2 separate regions of the Muntiacus reevesi genome follow, and region 1 is linked to region 2. The links are chromatin contacts, called in public Hi-C maps. All regions are on one chromosome and are shown on one strand. Each heading gives the region's core, a stretch centred on a gene start, on an enhancer-like site or on the middle of the called end of the contact. The rest is flanking DNA. Distances are from core to core; before and after follow the strand shown.

Region 1 (2,700 bases), core at 108-2,607, 140 kb after region 2:
TCTTTGCTTTTCATTTTGGAATCTTTCTTCCACTTCATCCTGCGGTTCTGGAACCAGATCTTGATCTGTCTCTCGTTGAGACACAAGTTGTTGGCGATCTCTATGCGCCTGCGGCGAGTGAGGTAGCGGTTAAAGTGGAATTCTTTTTCTAGTTCCAGAGTCTGGTAGCGCGTGTAACTGGTTCGGGACCGCTTGCCGTCCGTCTCTGGAATATAAACCCCCCCAAGCCAGGAAGGGGTGAATAGCGTGCAGCACCCCAGCGTCCCCATCCCAGCCCCAGGCCCCCACCCGCGGCCAGAGGGAGAAGACGCGAGCGGGGCCGGACAGGCCCGGCGGGCCGCAGGCGGGCCCGGCCCAGCCCAGCCTGGCCCCGGGAGAGGAGCCTCCGCCCAGGCAGGAAACTTTCCGCCGCAGCCTTCACTCAGCAGCCGGAGGGGCTGGGGGTTGGGGGGAGAGGGAGACCCAGGCTCGGACCGAACAATAAGCACCCTCGAGATCCGAGCACCGGGGACCCCCCTCCCGCCCCTCCCGAGTCGCTGGAATCCTCCGGAGCCTCAAGCGGCGGCCGAGCCGACTCCGCAGGGGAGGGAGGAGGGACCGCGGGGGGATCCCCGCTCTGGAGCCCCGCGCTCCTCACCCTTCAGATCCCTCTATTTTTTTAACTCCCTCCCTCTCCCCCAAAAATTGAATATTGCCTTTTATACACGTTTTGTTCCTATGATCCAATTATGTCGTCGTAAATTTGGGCGCACACAGCCTCTAAGCCTTTTAGTGGACAGTTTTACGAGCCATTGATGCCTGGATCGTAAAATTTATGGCCGCAGGTTTTTTTTCTTTATTTGCCCCGCATGGCCTATAAAACCCAGGCGGACCCGAGCGCGCAAAATGAAGTCCTAAAGTTTACCGTGGCTCATGTGCAGTTTGGTCATCCACGGGTAAATCTGTGGCGCGGCCGGTGGCTGGCTCAGTCCGGCAGGCTGCCCTGTCTGCGCCTGCTCCTCTTTGATCTCCCCACTGCTCTTAGCTCGCTCCTCCAGCGCTGGGCGAGCCGCCTTCTGACTGTACATCCCGGGGTTCAGAGGAGCCGCTTCATCTCTGCCCAGAGCGTGTCCCGGAGCGGCTGCGGCGCTGCAGGCGGGGCGGTCGGGGTGAGCCCGGGGGTTGGCAGCCATGTCTACCCCGTGGAGAGAGTTGGAAGGCGCAGGCGGTGGGAAAGTGATGCTTAAGTCCAATCCGCCGTAGCAGTACCTGGATGCCTGCACCTCTGAGGCCGATCCATAGTTCCCACAAGTTTGCATGTTATAGGCAGGGATATTGGGGCTCTGCTTATAGAATGAATTGGCTACGTAGGAGCTCATGGCGGGGAGGGCCCAAAAAAAATTTCTGCACCCTTTTTGATTAAGGGTGATTTGTGACTCTTTGAAGTTGAGGGGTTTTTTGTTCTCCAAAGTGCACAATTTATAGGTGGAGATATCTCTTTCTTTATCCTATGCGCTCTTCCCAAATAAGGGAGCCTTAAATAGAGTCACGTGACTCGAGCGGCCACTCATAAATTTGGCTTGATGACCTCCGGGAGGTTAGTGATGGAAGCCGGCGAAACGCATCTTGATATGTTGGCAAAGCCCAACCAAGGGGGAGAGGGAGTGAGAGAGAGAGAAAAAGAGAAGGGGGAGAAAAAAAAAATGGTTCTTGGAATTGGGGGGTAGCCGGGACAACAAGCCCACAGCGACACCTGGTGCTTACTTGGAGGAATTGCATCCTGGCTCGCTGGCTGGCCTTCAGGCCTCTCTGGATTTTCTACCCTGTAGAGAAGCTGGGTGTTGCTGCAATAAACTCCAGAAATGGCCTTTTAAATTGTATTTAATTTTAACGGGAGATAAGGCTTCACCAGGGTGCGCAGAGCGTTTTTTGGTAACGGATAGTCCCATCCTCCACAACCCCAGGGAGTTTCAATGTTCAAAAATGGCTGAGAAGGGGATTGAGGTAGGAGAGCCCCAACCCAGGTTGGAGGTGCCTTATCTCAGGTTCTCTAAATCAAGGGTCCAGGTGCCTTTCCTTTGAGGCCCCAGAGCCCTGATACCACTGAGGAGGTGCCTATCAGACTGAGAAAGTGAACCCAGCCTCTGGAGAGGTAGACAGGATGCCCATGAAGAGTGGTCCTGGGTGGACAGAGCTAGATAGAGGGCTCTTGGGATTAAGATTGCTGGGGACTTTGGGGTGAGCCTGGAGGTAAGGAACCAGGGGAAGATAGGCAGTCCTCCTCATCATGCCAGGGACTCCAGAGTGACATCAAGGCAATTTTCAATTGTGTGTGGGGGTGGGTGAGTGGCTAGCTGCATAGGTAAAGAATCAGACACAATGAACTGGAGGACTGCTCTGCATCCCTGTGTATGACCCTCGTGTGGTACCCATGCCAAGTATTTTGGGTGGAAAATATATGTTCATTGAGGGCATGGAGAAGCAAAATCCAAGCTTCCACAAATATTATATGAGCAGGGCAAAGGAAGAGGCCTGTTTTGTGCCCTTTGGAGAAAAGGCGTCTGAACTAGGCTTTCCAAGGACCTGGGTTCAGGAGGTCCAAGGGAGAGCAATTTCTGAGCTATCTGGAGGTCTCCCAAAGGACCTGGCTGGGGCAGGGGGATGGGGGTGGGCAGGGCAGGCGCCTGGGCTACCTTCACAGCCTGACACCAGGGCCTCGGC
Region 2 (2,700 bases), core at 46-2,545:
GGGGATTGGAGAAGGAAATGGCAACCCACTCCAGTGTTCTTGCCTGGAGAATCCCAGGGACGGGGGAGCCTGGTGGGCTGCCGTGTATGGGGTCGCACAGAGTCAGACACGACTGAAGTGACTTAGCAGCAGCAGGAGAGCAGGGGAGGCTAGAGAAGCGGGTAGCATCCTTGTTCTCTCACCTCTTCCTCTTCTGGGATTCATTGGTCTCCACCTGCAGGGAGACTGCTTTCCTCTGATCTCAGTCATGGCTGTGCTGGGGCATTCAGGGGGTGGGGATGGGAAGAATCTACAAGATAACTGACCTTATGGGGTTTCCAGTCTAATGACAATATTATAGTCAGGACACAGAAACAGATCCAGCCACAGGACAAGAACAAAGCTAGGAGTGGGACAACTTTGGATATTAGTATTGGGTTGGGAAGGTGGGAGTGAATGAACTGTTAGATGCAGCCATAGAATTGGTCAAGGAAGGTGTCCTGGACAGAGTATTCCCAGAGGTAGGACTGGGAAGGGTGGAAGGTAATAGGGCTGGGTAGACAGCAGGGCCGAGGAGGGGGAGAAGTGAAATGGTAAAGCTGTGGAGACAGGGGCTTGGACAGTAATGAGGGATATAAGAGTCTCAAAGTTATTACTAAGGAGTTTTTTTGTTTGTTTGTTTTTGTTTTTTATTTTTTTTTCAGTGGGTTTTGTCATACATTGATATGAATCAGCCATAGAGTTACACGTTTTCCCCATCCCGATCCCCCCTCCCACCTCCCTCTCCACCCGATTCCGAGTTTAATTAGAGATGCCAGAGTGCTTTCGTGGGTGTTCTTTGTTTTTTTGTGTGTGTGTGTGTGGGGGGGTGTTCTATATACAGTCCTTGGAGGGCTGCATAGGAGAGGTCTCTCTCTCTCTTTTTTTTTTTTTAGGAGAGGTCTCATATCTGGAGCAGCAGGAGGGCTAGAAATAGCTGTTGTTAATACCCTCAGGTGAGTTAAGAGACTGCAGATAGTTGATCCTTGATTCACAATCCCTTTGGGGAAAGTGTATGAACTTTTGGAAAGGTGATGTAGAGCCCAGAATCGTCAAGGTCCTTACTGAGCTTAGCTTCTCACTTCTCAAGTCGTCTGGATTTAGCCCTGGTGTAAAGAATAAACTACAACCCCCAGAGTTACTTACTGCGAACTTAGCACACTTTCCGGGAATTTGAGTATTTCCGGCGGAAGTGGCGGCAGCTATGCCAATCTCTTTCCCTAAACAAAGTGGACTACAACTCCCATGGTCCTCTGCGCCCGGCGGGGGTTGGGGGTGGGAAAAGGAACCGGAAACCGGATGGGGCGCTGGACCAGGTGAGGAAGTAGGAGTCTGGGAACCTGGGGCGTTGGGGGGCGGGCTAGGGCTCCCCGGGCTAGCCGGAGGTGACAGGTGGAGAGTGGAAATGTCTGTGTTTCGGGGCCCCTCTCTCCGTCAGGGGCTCGCCCGGCGCAGAGAGAACCGAGCCCATGGAACCGCCCCGGAGACCTGCTGAGACGAGGCTTTCCCGTCGGGCGGAGCCCGCGGGCGGACGTGGAGATTTCTTGTGGATCCTTACTTGTGTAAGGATCCCCTCGAACTAGGAGGATCCTAGTTCTGGGTCCATGCTCTATCAGTATTATTGTTATCATTATTGGTTTTAAGGATTTGCTGATTGTCCTTGTGGATTCCTGAAGTGCCCCCAAGGCACACGGGAATGGACAGTGTCTTGGATTCCTTCTGCCTTTACTGTGTTTTAGTGCCAGAGAGCCTAGGTGGCCAGACTGACCGGTGGATCACCCTCCACTTGTGCTTAATGTGACTCTGTAATTTATCAGTGATTTCAGAAACAGACATTTCTTGATCTCTACCCGTGGGTGACTTTACATAGAACTTCCTGGTTTCTCCTTTGGGCTTCTATGGTGTTTTGTTCAGGACATTAAAACTGGAATCACAGTATGTCACAGTGTATTACAGTTGTTTATCTGCCATGTCACAGTCGTTTATGAGTCGCTTTTTCATTTTGGATTTCTCTCCCACCAAAAGACTACCACAAAGCCTATCATGTAAGAGACTCATTAATATTAGGGGGAAAAAATGAGTTAACAGCTGGTGGTAGGTTGGATGGGAATTTTGATTTTCATCTCATAGAGAAGACAGTTAAATGACTTGCTTAAGAGAATCTTAGAGATGAAACCGGGACTAGAATTAGAGTCAGTTGACACACAGCCTGTAGCTCTTGCCTTCTGATCAGGCTTTGAAATTCTAGAACACTGAAAATAAGGTCTTGTCACTCTTCTGTGTGTCCCTGGCCTTGCTGTCTTCAGGATGGGTCCCTAAAGATCAAAGGTAGGCTCAACGTTAAGACCCAAGAGAGATGCCAGACTTGGAGCAGACAGTCTGCTAGCGTTGGCACTGTGTGGGCCCTGGAGACAGCTGAGCTCTCCACAGCTCCCTTCTCAGCCTCTGTTTGAGTCCAGCTGGCCCTGGGTAGCCACCTGGACAGAGCAGTCTAGGGAAGGATTTCCTAAGTTTAGCCCTGACTTTTTAAATTTTTATATTATGTTGGAGCATAGTTAAGATTTTTTTTCTCTTTCTTTCCCACTTTGCCAAGGCTAGGGTCAGAGAACAGGTTGATGGATCAAGCTGTTGTGTCAACCTTGTGATCCCATCTGGGGGAAGAGGCTACTCTTGACCTGCACA

What was found. A called contact is a pair of places that touch in the nucleus more often than the background predicts.
Region 1: a contact with region 2 is called in a Hi-C map of blood, with 2.5 times the contacts expected there. The contact joins the promoter of HOXC5 here to the promoter of SMUG1 in region 2. A contact is called at or near these places in 2 of 3 Hi-C or Micro-C datasets (blood and muscle).

The regions. Positions count from the first base shown.
Region 1 is chr4:142,372,584-142,375,283 of mMunRee1.1, forward strand. It overlaps HOXC5 (homeobox C5), which reads right to left and starts at 1,358. Exons shown (of 2, transcript XM_065934271.1): 1 at 905-1,358; 2 at 1-205. The coding sequence starts at 1,358. The region is part of intron 1 of HOXC4 (homeobox C4); the gene reads right to left.
Region 2 is chr4:142,231,071-142,233,770 of mMunRee1.1, forward strand. SMUG1 (single-strand-selective monofunctional uracil-DNA glycosylase 1) reads left to right here and starts at 1,296. Exons shown (of 3, transcript XM_065934255.1): 1 at 1,296-1,334.